Regions from separate parts of the Mus musculus genome. Here region 1 is linked to region 2. Evidence: chromatin contacts called from public HiChIP or PLAC-seq data. All regions are on one chromosome and are shown on one strand. The core of a region is the stretch at or near the end of the contact, and the rest is flanking DNA. Distances in the headings are between cores, read along the strand shown.

Region 1 (7,316 bases), core at 740-3,239, 140 kb before region 2:
GCTCGGGACAGGATATGTTTTCCCACCTTGCCACTCAGTTTTCACTGTCCACTTTGCTTTTGATGACCTTACTTTTTCTATGCCTTTCTAGATCAAAGGGATCACTCATGTTTGGCCTCCGCTGTAACACTCTGAAATTCCATTTTGCCTCCCCCCTTTACGGCTACTGCTCCCTTGTTGGACAGGACTTTATGTATTTATGTCTTCTCTTCTGAACTAGAAAGAAGCCATTTAGACAAAATTAGGCTTATTTGTCTCTTTAGCTCCTGTACTTTTTAGTTTAGTGCAAAGAACATAATTAATGAAGATAGACAGATAAATGACAGACATATGGTTATTGAACTCGAATACCACAAATGTAATGTCTTGCTCGAACATAATTTTAAAGACTATTCGGACTTACTTTCAAATTTGTAGAAGAGCTGCAAGAGTTAAAAAAAATAGTATGAACAATTCCAACAATTGTGAAGCTGAAGTAGGAGAATTGTGAGTGAGGTCAATCCTAGTGAGTTCCAGCTGAAGTAGGAGAATTGTGAATGAGGTCAATCCTAGTGAGTTCCAGGCCAACCTGGGATGAAATTGCTTCTGTTTCAAAAAGCAGAAAAAATAGTAGAAAGGGCATCTGCATAGTTTCCTGGGCTTTTTCCTACTGAAATGTTTTATTTCACTTTATTTCTATGTACTTTATCAATCCATCCATCCATTCATCTATCCATTAATTTATCTACCCATTTCTCTACCGTTTCTCCCCCAGTATTTTACTAAATCACAAGAGTAAGTTGCTTTCAACATGTCTTTACTCTTAAATATTTTTGTATGAGTTTTCTAAAACCTAACCACAGCAGAATTATTATAATCTCTTATCACCTTAATATTGATATCACACATTTATTTGGTCCTTATACCACTTTTGTCAGTTGATCTGACAATGTCCTTTATGACAGCATTTCCCTGCAACATAGGATTTGACTGTTGGATCCTTTATTACTCTTAATTATCACGTTTTTTCCGTCTCCTTAAATCTGCAACACTTCAACAGCCTTTCTTTGTTTTTTATAATATTGTTATTGTTCACATTGACCCTCAAGCCCTCTTTTTAAAGAAATTAGAACTTGTTGTGAAGTTTTAGTCATTAATGACAGTATTTTAAATTTTGCAATGCAGGACCTTCTGTTTTATTTTTTCACAATACTTTTCTCCTTAGTTAAGTAGAGCTAGAGTGGAAGAGGAAATCACAAATCTCTTTCTCCTCTAGCTTCTGCTGGCTTGCAGGCTGAAGAGGAAGAAAAGTCAATAGAGGAAGCGAGAGAGTAAACTGAGAAGTTGAAATCAAAGTGGTGGGCCGCTGACTCTTGACTGTGGTGTGACTCTGAACTCAAAGCGTTTTTTAGAGACAGCATTCAACATAGTTAAATAAAATTGCTATGCTATAGGAAAGGAAGGCATTAGTAATTTCCGTTGACTATGAGTAGAAACAGAGACACTGACAGGCTCAGTAACGTTTATGCTTTGAATCTGAGACACAGTGATGGATAGTAGAAATAGAACTGATATAAAGAAGGATATTTGAGTCTATTTACTACTGTTGTTGTCAAATCAGTCTGTAAATTGAGCAAGTCATATCACCCCCAAATCTTGGTGTCAGGGTTTGAAGTGGACTCATTTTACTCTGCTTCCTTCAGTGGGTCTATGATTCATTGGTAACAAATTCCAGCATACTTTAGATGTGTATTTATGAATACTGGGCTAGCCACTGTAGATGTAATGATGAGTAGAGCCCAGTTTTTGTTCTCAGGGAGCTTCCAGATATTGGTGGGGAGCAGACATTTGACCAAAGAATTTAAATCCATGGCAATAAGAATCACTTTCAAGTACACAGCCAAGAGAGAAAGTAAACAACTATGTGTGTGGGTGGGGTGGGGGGAACATATGCCATTACACATTCATAGAGGAAGTGACTGTGGTTGTTGAACTGAGTCTTAAAGTGGGTACAGGGCAGTCAGGCAAGAGCTGCATGGATGTTTGCAAAACCAATGTACTTTCAATCTGCTGTATACAGTGTACCAGAGATAAAGTCAGAGTAATAAGGCTAAAAAGATAACTGGGGGTGGTAGCACTGTAACTGGGTGTTGTTTCCAAGTAGAGAAGAATTAGAGGCTGTGAATGAAGGAAGGGATTAGACTTATGGAAAGACCAGTGTTGATAAAAGGTAGGATCATAGATAAAGGACTAAGAGTGAGGAGAGGAAGCAGTAGAGGATTTGGAGGCTTATTTAGGTCGAAGACTTGAGACCTAAGAAAGTTTACTCATTGACTGTGGCAGCAGGTAGGAAGACAGCATACGAATTCCACACTTCGGATTTGCTAGTTGACTGAACTGTGGTGCTATTTATTGCAACTGGAAGTCCTTAAGGAGACGCTGGATTGGAGGATGCGTAATGAACCCATTCTGTCTATGTTGGCCTTGAAGAATATGTTGGACATCGTACAAACTGACTTGAAATTCAAGAAAGAAACACAGGATGGAGACATATTTAGTTGTTAGATGTATTAGCAGTTGTATCTAGGGACAGTGAAACTTTAGAAAGGACTGGGGCCAAGAAGGAAGAACATAAAATCACTTGCTATTAGATCCTGATTCTTATTTGACGAGATCTTTCTAGCTGTATTGTATCAGCCAAATAATACCAATCTCCCTTTTCCCCCACTTAAGGTTGATGTCAACTTGTGGGAATTTGAAATTAAAAATCTAGCTGATGGATATTCTACCCTGGGAAACACTAGGAAGAACCATTTGCTAAGCTTCCACTGCCTTTCTTGCCATAATAGTTATAAGTTGCTTGTTACTATTGATATGATATGTGGATATATCTGAATATATGATATTGATATATTATACAAAACGAATCAGCATCCTCTGTGCTGTCTCCACTTTGAAGTGTCTTCAGTATGAACACTAAAGAGCGTTTTAATTAGTTGTGGAGAGGACTGAAATACAACTGAAGGTCTCTGATTCTAAATTATACCTATGTCAACCACTGAGGCTTCTATTTGACCTGGTATTTACCTTCCAACAGACCAGAGACCAGGCCAGTGGTAAAGGTGGGTAGAGAGGGGGAAACAGAATTGTGTGTTGAAGAATTTGTGAAACCATCAGGGTCTTGGTCTTTTGATTACTGCTTATCTTCAACACTAAATCTGAAATCGAAAAGTCCGAGAGGAACTCAACTATTGATGGTGTGATCTCAAACCTGTATCTCCCAATTACACCATCCTTGAGAAGGCTCTCAATACTCATTCCTTAACTAGGCAGAATAGACGTTCAGAATAGAAGGAAGCAGCAGAATTTCTCAGATAAGTCAATGACTGGCTCAAGCTAGTTCTTAATGAGTGAGGCACCATAGAAGAGTCTAGTCTGAATGAACAAGATGTCAAGTTACCTTATACTTCCATTTTCTCTCAAATTAGTCAATAACTCATGCAAACTCTATAAAGGGTACAGGGATAAAGACAGACAAAATTTCTTCTGCATTTCTTAGTGATATTGGCAGTCTGAAAACAATAGGTTGTCTCTTAAGACAAATGTGTCTTAGAGTAGTAGGTCCATTTTAAATCCCATAACTAATAAATCAAGGCTGTGCTGTAGATAAGGGCCAAGTCTACTGTAAATTTTAAAAAAGTCTGGCACATAACATCTTTTTATTTTTTCTCTCTTCCCCACTGCCCACATAACATCTTTTCATTCAGGACTAAAGCACAGATTTGACCCTTTAAATTCTTCTTGCTGGGGGGTACCACCAGGCAATTGCCTGTTATCCGTATGTACACTGTGTGTTGCAAGACTCTCTTACTTATGGGGCCAGTGAGATAGTCCAGTGGGTAAAACCACTTATTGAGTAACCCGGAGACCTGAGTTTGACCCCTCCCCCCAGAACCCACCATGGAAGGAGAAAACACACTCTTGAAAGCTGTCTTTTGCTTCCACATGTGCCCTCTCCACTCCACACTGTATACACACACGCACAATAATAATAAATACAATAAAATAGCAGAATTTCCTGTTTATGTTTCTGCACAGTTGACTTGGCCCTTACCTACAGCACAGTTAATGCTGTCTTTCCTTTCTCCCCTCAGTTACTGCCCTTCTCCACTCCCTCTATTTCTCCCTCCCCCTTTCTTTACCCTTCCCTTCCTTTACTTCCTTTCATGCATTTTAAAATAGACTGCTTTAGAAAAGTTTTCTATTTTAGGGAAAATGAATCCAAAAGTAAGATAGTCCTTCTATGTGTCACCCCTTCCCCTCTTCTCAGCATTCAGTTCCTCTGTCAATTCCTTCTTGTGTTAGAGTGGCATATTTATTATAGTTAATGAGCCAATTTTGAAACATTATTATTCACCAAACCCATCATTTATTCACATTTCCTTGTTTTTTCCAGTGCTAGTTTCCTGTTTCAGAATCCCCTTCCAGGACACCATGCTACATTTGGTTGTCAGGCCTCTTTAGGTTTAACTGTGACAGTTCCTTATATTTTTCTTGGTTTTGATAACTAGGTCATAGAAAGTGTGCCTATGTGGTATTTTGTAGGGCACCCTTCTATTGAAATTTGTCTGGCATTCTTCATATAATTGGACTGGAGCTACGCTTTGGAAAGGAGGACCACAGAGCAAAATGACTTTCTGTTATACTGTATCAAGGTAACATTTCCAGCTTCCCATTCATTCCTTTCATCTCTCTTCATTCCCGTGACTTTTCTAAGTCATGCAGTATTCTAGAAAGACAGTAGTGTCTAACACAAATAGACATTAGGTTGATTCTGTTTTGGTATTTAGTGGGCTAAGATGGCTTCCAACTTTACAGAAGGATGGTGACAGTCATTTATTGACCCTTTGCAGCCCTGTTAGTACAGTATAAGGGGTGGCTATGGAAAATAAGAAGGGAATGTGAGTGAGATCTGAAGTAGCAGTAGTTTGATTTTATTCACATCTGACCTGCAGCTGTATCAAAGCTCAGGGTCCCAGGAAAGTGCACTCTTAGTCCCCAGCTTCACATTTCCAAAGCCCGGTTCATGGCCAACTTTTGGCTAATTGATATCTGAGCAGTAATTATTTTTAGATCACTCACTATATGTTCTGCTACTCAGTGTTATGTGATCATGTAATAAAATCCATGCCCTAGTGCATTAACTAATCTTTTGGAAAAAAAAAAAAAAAACACAACCTTTCAATAGCATCTCTACGGCTTTCCCCTTCACAAAGAGCTGACAAAAAGCTCCCAGACTTGAGTGCTAAGTGTTGAACCATTAAGAGTGCTAGTGAAAGCTATGAAGTCATCAAGTATTGACCTGACAGAACATTTAGCGCCATTTGATTTCTCCATCTTGACATAAGCACCAAATGGACCTTACATGCCAAGGAATCACTTTCCCTATTTAAGTTCACAGGGTTTGTCTAAAACAGCTCCCTTGGTACAAAATAAAAATTCAGCTCAGAGATTATAGTAGTGAATAGCAGGTTCAAGTCTTATACTATTATTATAAGAAAAAGAAGGCTTATTAAAATTAGAGTATTTTTGGTGTGGGTTGGGATAATAAGATCGAGATGTCTTTCTTAGTCACAGAGCCCTTAGGAAATTAGAAATCCAACTAACTTATATTTTCTTCATGTTCTATGTTGTCCAACTTGATCAAACTATACATTTATTTGGTGGAGCAGATGACTTTTGGTTCCCATTTGTATTTATTCAGATTTTACCATCTTAAATATTCCAATCTCTCTCTCTCTCTCTCTCTCTCTCTCCATGTATATATATATATATATACACAGAGGATGTTGCTTTCTTTTGCATATCAGAAGAATCTGACATGGGTGTACTGTATGTTTTCTAAGTTTCTGGTGTGATTGAACTGTAGTTGTTCAGAGTAGTGATTGACTTTTGTGTGCACCCTTCTTGTCTGTCTTCTCTTCCCTGACCCATTTTCTTACTGTTTTCTGGGATCCTCTCTCAGAGTTTCCATAATCAAATTCTTGTTTGCTTAGACAGCTGCTCTGGGGTGAACTCAGTACTCTTCACTTTTAACAAACACCCTAGGATGATTTCGTGCAAATGGCATATGAAATGACATTGTTTAGAATCTTTATTCAGAAACTTGTGGGATTATTAGATGTAAGACTATTAGTAATTTTATTTATTGGACCAACATTTTCCAGAACGTTTGTATTGCTCTCAAGTCTTCCAGTATTTCTTCGAAGATTCAAGCTGATGTGGGGTAGAAAGCCAGAACACATGTTCAAGTTAGGTCTCTCTGGGAAATCAGAGTTTATCAAGGGGACTAGGAGACAAATATAAAGAGCCTTATCCTAACCTTGAAAGAGCTGTTCCAAGTCAGTACTCTGTGTGGGTAGAGAAAAATATAGGAATGAAATAGGACTGCCGTGTGTTCGACCAGTGGAGTGTTGACTTAAAAGTTGGAGAGACTTTGGAATAGTGTGATTGGAGGCTTGTCCAGGATTCATTACTTGAATTGAAGAGGCTCACTCTGTCAGTGCTTGTTGTTCTTTTCTGGACTAAGGGTAACTCAGTATATATTGTGGGTCTAAGGATTTAGAATGCAGTTAGGGATTATGCTGGCTTAGTAAAGTGTCAGTTGTGGGTTCTCCTCCAAGGTTCATGATTTTACTAGCCCCAGGTAGCTGGCTAAGTTTCTAGTATCAGGCAGGATTTACCACTTCTGTAGTGGGAAAAGTCAATTAGAGAGCTGTTGGTTACCACTAAAATGTTCGTGCCGCTACAGAATCCTTAGAGTTATAGTGCCATGTTGGTTATTGATGTGGTGTCATAGCTGGGTAGTGCTGTTAGTTGCTTCTGCTCCTTGGAAGCTTGCATGGCACCTAGTATCATGAAAGGGAGCCCTTCAGGATGAAGAGTTTAGGTTAGATCCAGCTCAGATTCTCTGGGCTCTGTGTCTGAATTTGCATTGTATCTTCATGAACAGGGACTTAAATTCTACCCCTGGGAGGCAACCAAGGACAATAAAAGGTCTTATTGAGTGAGGAAACCCAGACCCAGGAAGACATGCTCTTTTTCATCTGAGGCTCCTAGGTCAAATCTTCAGAAGTGAGTGTAGCTTGGAGTAACTGCAGAAACCAGGAAAGTCAAAAGGGTCTATTTTGCAGTGGGAGGCAGGTTGGGGATGATAGAGAGAGAGGACACTAGCAGGGTACACCTGAAGGGGAAAATAGGGTGCTCTCAATAGAGAGGGAAATGGAGACAAATACAGAAGGAGGGTAAAATAACAGTAGGGATATCTGAAAAATATC
Region 2 (6,816 bases), core at 2,171-4,670:
AGGGGTTTTGTCTCGTCCCTATATGTTATATCATTAAAAGAGCCTTCACAAATGCCCCCCCCTAAAAAAACCCAACAATGAGATGCCAGGACTGGGAAAGAGATTTCTCTTTCCCATAGAGATAAGAGATAGAGAGAAATCTATCCCAGTGAAACACCATCAGAGTTCTCCAAGGTAAATTACAAAATATAGCCATTTATCTTTTAGCCAAGTGTGTGATCAGAACTGTATCCTTTGCTTTTCTCCTTTGGTAAATCAGTGTTTATTTTCTAAGCCTTTATTGCCCCATCTGCAAAATGGGAGACAATAATAACTGCCTTGCCAACCCAATCCAAAGACAAAATGAGGTCATATAAAAGCTGTATATTTGTAGCACCCACAAATGTAAAGATTCCTGAGTTTTTAATGTTTGTTTGAGCTCTCCCAACTCATCAGGGGTTTATGCTGCCTTTCCAGCATGGGTCCTTTTGAGCAGAGTGACAATTCTTTACCTTTCTGTGACTCAACACTTACAGGGCTATCATGGTCTTCTGGCTTTAGCTCTCAAGTGACTCCTGCCAGTCATAACCTATTTATTTCACTCACTTTGTCCCTCTCTGAGCCATTGTAGACACTGTTGCCAGACACACTCTAAAAACAGATCTCTGATTTTTTTCTTTCTCATACCTAAAACAAAACAGAGACATAAAATCCTTTTTGCTTGCCATAGCTAAGTCTAACTTTTCTTGGTATATGCTAATCAAGACCCTTTAGCAATGTCACAGGCTTCTTATTTCTAGCACCAAAGCTCCTGCCACATAGTCTATGCCTTGTTCTAAGAGACCCAGACTCAAGTTCTAGTGCAGTCTCTCATTAGCAGTGCAACCTGCGACCTGTTACCTTTCAATGCCTCTGTTTTTTTCTCTGTAAAAGGAGCTGCTGCTGATAACACTTATTTTATGATATTGTTTTTAGAACTGTATAGTGTGATATATACTAAGTTCTCAGCACAGTCCCTTGCATAATTAAGTGGTCAAGAAATGTTATTCGCTATGGATATTTGCATCAGCATTTGAGATTATAATTTTCATTTCCATGTGTTGTTTCTTCATCTGGGAAGCCCCTTCATCTTGGCCCCATCACTTAAAATCACAATCATTTCTCATGTGACCTTGGCAAGTTATTTTGAGTCTTCTCAGCCTTTGTTTCTTCATCTGCAGAATGCAGAAAGTCATAGCTAAAGTATTTCATTGGACCGTTCTATGGGATTCATGAGATTATATGGAGGCTCTTTTGTGAACTAGAAAGTATGGTGTGCACCTGCTCTAGATTTCTTTGATTATCCCCTGCTTATTCATCATCAGTTTGCTAGTTCCTGAATATATACTTTGTACTTCATTTTTGACGTTTGTCATAGCCCAGCCTTGTTATAATTGTTCTTGCAATTTATAGCCATATCTTCCTCTTTGTGGAGATAGGGTCTTATTCTGTAGTCCAGGCTAGACCTGAACTCATGACAATCCTCCCCCCTCTCCACACCTCAGCCTCAGAAGTACTGGAGTCACATGTGTGCACCTCCACACCCTGCTTGGATGGGATGCCTTTAAAGGGTACAAGCAGTGTCTCTGGCTGTTGCAGTACAAGACAGGGCAGTATGCTTGCTGAACTGAGCTGAGATGTAAATTCATAATACAACTTGAGTGGGTAACTTGTGTGTGTTTGTGTGTGTGTGTGTGTGTGTGTGTGTGTGTGTAGGCAAGAGGGCAAGATGTCAGTGTTCAGCGTCTTCTATCACTCATCCACTTTTTTTTTTTTTTTTTTTTTTTGGAAAAAAGGGTCTCTTGTTGGCCTGGAACTTGCCATGTAGGCTTGGCTAACTGAGAGCTCCAGGGACTCATCTGTTTCTAATGCCTCCTCCACCCAGCACTGGGATTACAGATGCACACCACCATGGCTAGATCTGAACTCAGGTTTGCATGCTTATATGACAAACACTTTACAAAGGGGAGCAATCTCCAGAGCCGGAGTTGGTATTTTTATTTTTGTATCTTTCTTTACTCTGAGATAGGAATCCCTCACAGGGAAGTTCCTACTTTTACTGACTAGGTTACAAGCACAGACCAGAACTATGTCATGGGTGGCTTCCAGCTGAATTGCAGCAGCCACTGGGGACTTGTTAGAGCTGAAGAAACTTGGGCTTCACCCCAAACCTACTGAATCAAATTCATATGGCTGGAAAGGAGGACTTTGTGTTTGAGCAAATTTTATGCATATCAACATCTCAGAAGCATTTATGTAGACAGTTTAAAAGGAGAAAAATTAATCTCCATTTGACATTTTATAAAGGAGTGCTTATTTGTAATAGTCTGTTTAATGAAAAGGCGATTTATTGCTGGCAAACCATATGTTTTCGAATAAGCAACATTCCTTTCAATTTAACAGAATTTTCTGGAGTATCCCAAAACTCAAGGAACAGTTATTTTTTACTGGTTTATTATTAGTATGGTATACTTTAAGTTTAAAAAGAAAGAGGAGAATAAAATGTAGAAGAAAAAAAAAGCAGCCATTGGTACTTTGCCTGATCATGTCTATGAAAGTGTGAATTGGTTTTTTGTAAGAGCATGGGGCTGTTGACTGTATATCCCCCATAAAAGTCTTATCCCTTGTTGTTAGTGGAGAAAATCATCGTAAAGTCTCTGCTTTTCCACTTTGAAAGCTTCATGCTTCCATATTGAAAATAGGAACTGTATATTGCAAACAGTAATGGCTCTCTGCTGGAACCTGTTAGAAATGTCATCCTCTCAGCTGTGGGAATAAACATGTCAGAACTTAGATGCTAATTACTGTCACATGAAATGCAAGGAGACATCTTAGGATTTCTTGGCTGTTAGGAACCCCATCTTCTTGCAAATGGCAGCACATCACAGGGACTTTTACACTGTACAGTTTATAATTTACATGACTGACCTGTTATTTTAAAATACCAACAGGAAGATTAAGGATGCTGAAAAAGCAAAGCCAGCCAATGCCCTTTGGCCTTCCTAAACCCAATGCAGAAAGTTCCCTGCATTTTAAGGAAGATTATAATCTGCCACAACAGAAAAAAGAGGGGTTACAAAAGGATTTATGTTCTATAATAAGTTTTGAACAATCCAGACTTCTCCTCAAGGAATTGCAGGCTGTAGTAAGATTGGGTTGTATAGGCATGGCTGGGTAATTTAGGCATAGGTTGTTTCTAATAAAAGAATGGGACAAAGGATTGCTAGGCTAAGTTTGATCTGTTCCTGAATTCTGGATCTTGTTTGGTGGTTTGCCAAGAGAATAAATCATGCAGGGCTTTGGTGAAACACATATGACTGCAGGACATTGGGACTTCTCTAGAACTAAATGATATTAAGTGAGTTAATATTTGTAAAGCACATTGCACAATGCCTACCACATGGAAACTGCTCTGCAAATGTTTGCTAAATACATGACAAGTTCTGCTTTGAATTGAGGAAGGCCTCATCTGTGTGCCTAGAAATACTTTTGAGTAAGTAAATGGATGGATCTTGACTGAATGAATGCCCTAAGTTTGAGACTATAGAACTCCCATTCAGTTGGTACCAATTGCTTGTTTTGTTCACAACTGGCCTTTTCCCCCTTAAACATTGTGGCTCACTTGAGATATGTCCAAGATCTACATAAATGAGAAAGCCACACTCAAGACAGTTTATTCTCAGATATCCACTTCAAGTTCAACTGGGGGGGGGGCGGGGGCTACATATTGGGTGAGTCGCCCAGGATAAATAGCTAAAAGTTGACATATTTCCCAGAGGAGTGGTGAAATACTCTAGCAAGAATGTCAGGAAACTCCCCTTGAATGTAATATATGGCTGGGGAGAGCTCTCAGTCCCTACTACTAAAACTTCTACTAAAGAATTACCAGACAATTCAGAGTCATCATCTTCCTGACTCATAAAAACAGCAGTGAATTGAAAACATTTATTGTAACTGTTTGTTTCTCATGCTTTCTGCCTTCTCTTCTAACATAGCTGTTCTCTCCTCCCCCTCTCTTTCCATCCATGTGTTTTGGAGAAACCAATTCTCTCTACATATTCAGGGATAGCCTAGTTGGCTGAAGGTTATCCCCAGTCTCCTTAAATAGACAGATGACCCAACTCTGGCAGATGAGACTTGAGACAGCTTGTTCAAAGGCTTCTAGGAAATGTCTTCACTCCTAAGAGAGCCACAAATAGAGACAGTCTCTTGCATGCCTGGTGTACATGCCTGAAGCAGCTGCAGCCATCTTGTTGCTTGTTCAAGGCTGATGACATCAGAATGGAAAGCTACTAAGGGGCAGAATAGGTTAAAGACTTTGTGAGCTGAAACGACCCATATGTTATCTCATCAATCATTCCAACCCTGTTTGAGGTAGCTAATGTTATCCCTAACGGGCAGGGTGAGTAAACCAAGAGGTTAAACAGCTCAGGGTCACACAACACATAGGTGGAAGATCTAAATTTCAAACTGAACTCTGTTCAACTTCAGAGGCTGTGTTTGTTGTTGTGCTGTCTGAACCTTGATTCAGATGACGAGTGAACAAGAAGCAGAACCTGAGAGCTGGCTGACCTATTTTTTCTTTCTTTCCTTTTTTCTTTTTTTTCTTTTGACTTCCATGCCTAACATTTGACCTTTTGACCCCTATTTCATCATGTGTAAGATAGTTGGACCAGATGTTTATGGAGGTTCTTTTTGGCTCTAAGATCTTTTGAAATGCTTGATAAACCACAGGAAGGGATAAAAGAAAACAAACAACATGCGTTTGGTATCTTGAGAAAGGACACTGGGCAGGATTTGCCCTTTGAGTCCAAGATTCAGGGAGCCCAAAGAACAACAGAAGGTTCCACGTGGCATTCAAGGGAACAAGCCTAAAACATATTTCTTGCCACAGCAAAAGTAATAGAGGTAGAAAGGGACCAGTGAGAGGTATTTTCTGCAGGTTCCTCTTCAGCAAAGCAACCAGCTTGATTGCTCAGTTCCTGAACAGGGAGTGAAATTCTGAAACACTTTTATGCTATCTCCAAAATGCTTAAACCATTACAGACATGCCAGTTTCCATGGTGCTTAAAGTATTACAGACATGCAATTTGCATTTAAAACATTCCAGACATGATGTGTGTGTGTGGGTACATTATGTGAAGTGTCTTTAAAGGTGACTTACATTCCCCACTTAGGTTCATTTGTTTTTGTTTTGTTTTGTTTTGTTTGGCTTTTTCTTTTCTGTGTTTGAACTTGATTTTGGATGGACAAGTAGCTATTGGATATAGTAGGGGTACCATAGGATATTTTGGTCCATGTATACATTGTGCAGTGATGAAATAAACACCATCAGCCTGTCTATCACCTTAAAGGTTTATCATTTTTTCCTGTGGTGAGAACATTCAAATTCTTTCAGCTATTTTGAAATGCGTATTAGACGTTGCAAGAAAACTTGTTTTTCTGATATTATCACCAGAGACAGCAGTAGTGCTCAGAGAAGCTTCATCCCCAAGTCACCAGGATGGGGAGAAAAAACAACCATACAGAGAATTTTGATTACCTATTTCTGTATACCAAACACTTAGTAATTTAATGCAAAAGCTATTTTATGTGCTGATGTCTGTTGATTAGTGAGTTGGAGAGACAAAGTTGGGACACCTTATGTCTGCCTGAGGATATCTGGACCTCTGGCTTGCTAGCTTGAAAGTGTAGAGAACTGGCTGACATGTGTATATTAGGGTCATGCAGTGCCTCAGTTCTTTGTTCCCTGGCTTCTCCATATGGCTAGTTGGATCTGCCTGTGGTGGTGGTTTCAAGATAGTTTGCCTTTGTTGGAATCAGAGAATGGAAGCTTGCCAGTCACCCAAAGGCTTGATGCTCAGGGTTATGGCTCAGAAACCAGTGCACTGTCATTTCTGCCACCTTCTACTGTCCAAAGCAAGTCACAGAGCATGCCTTGATTTAAGCCAAGGGGAGATGAACTCTGATTTCTGGAAGGGAAGGATGACAAAGACTTTGTGGCTATCTTTATGTTCCTTTAAGGCTCTGAACAGATTAACTCAAGACTGGCTGCTAAGAGAATATCCCATGATTTCTGAGATCATCATCCAGTGGGCAATCTTTAAGTTGTCAGCAACTAGTCTTTGAACCATCAGCTACAGTCACACTCTTAGAACTTTCACTGTTAGCTTTCAAAACTTTTCCTTTGCTTTTCTGCTTTTCAATAGCTAATCTTTTCCAAATTAAAAAAAATTTAAGAAGAAGAAATTGTCATTCTTTTGTTGATTTATAAAAACCTCTAAGTGATATCTGTATATCATTATACTAGCAAAATTTTGATGGTATTTAGTACATATAACAAAAATAAGGGCTGGAGAGATGGCTCAAGAGCACTGACTGCTCTTCCAGAGGTCCTGAGTTCAATTCCCAGCAACCACATGGTGGCTCACAACCATCTTTAATGGGATCTGATTCCTTCTTCTGGTGTGTCTGAGGACAGCAATAGTGAATACAGGAGGAGGGAGACCCTGCAGGAGGACCAGCAGTCTCAATTAACCTGGACCCGGGAAATCTCTCAGATACTGGAACACCAACTAGGCAGCATACACCAGCTGATATGAGACTCCCAACACATATACAGCAGAGGACTGCCAGGGAAGATGCACCTAACCCTCAAGAGACTGGAGGCCCCAGGGAGTTTAGAGGTCTGGTGGTGGTGGTGGGGGTAAGGATATCCTTGTGGAGACAGGGGAGTGGAGAGGAGGTATGGGATGTGGAACAGTCAGAGGGTGGACCAGGAGGGGGATAAAATCTGGA

Evidence for each region. HiChIP or PLAC-seq counts read pairs in DNA pulled down with a chosen protein or histone mark.
Region 1: an H3K27ac HiChIP or PLAC-seq map of regulatory T cells shows a contact between it and region 2, with 5 times the contacts expected there. The contact joins two enhancer-like sites. A contact is called at or near these places in 1 of 39 promoter capture datasets (pre-B cells), 9 of 484 Hi-C or Micro-C datasets (CD4 T cells, CD8 T cells, bone marrow-derived macrophages and 5 more) and 3 of 115 datasets of contacts at active chromatin or transcription factors (large pre-B cells, memory CD8 T cells and regulatory T cells).

Annotation. Positions count from the first base shown.
Region 1 is chrX:159,194,299-159,201,614 of GRCm38.p6, reverse strand. No RefSeq gene overlaps it. Among named protein-coding and RNA genes, the nearest start is that of Rps6ka3, 58 kb to the left of the region's middle. Within about 2 kb of position 1,989, at least 51 of the 459 cell types and tissues checked have an H3K27ac peak or open chromatin away from gene starts, as enhancers often do. A contact at or near this core is called in bone marrow-derived macrophages, group 2 innate lymphoid cells and regulatory T cells, where this site is marked.
Region 2 is chrX:159,058,130-159,064,945 of GRCm38.p6, reverse strand. No RefSeq gene overlaps it. Among named protein-coding and RNA genes, the nearest start is that of Rps6ka3, 190 kb to the left of the region's middle. Within about 2 kb of position 3,420, at least 23 of the 459 cell types and tissues checked have an H3K27ac peak or open chromatin away from gene starts, as enhancers often do. A contact at or near this core is called in bone marrow-derived macrophages, group 2 innate lymphoid cells and regulatory T cells, where this site is marked.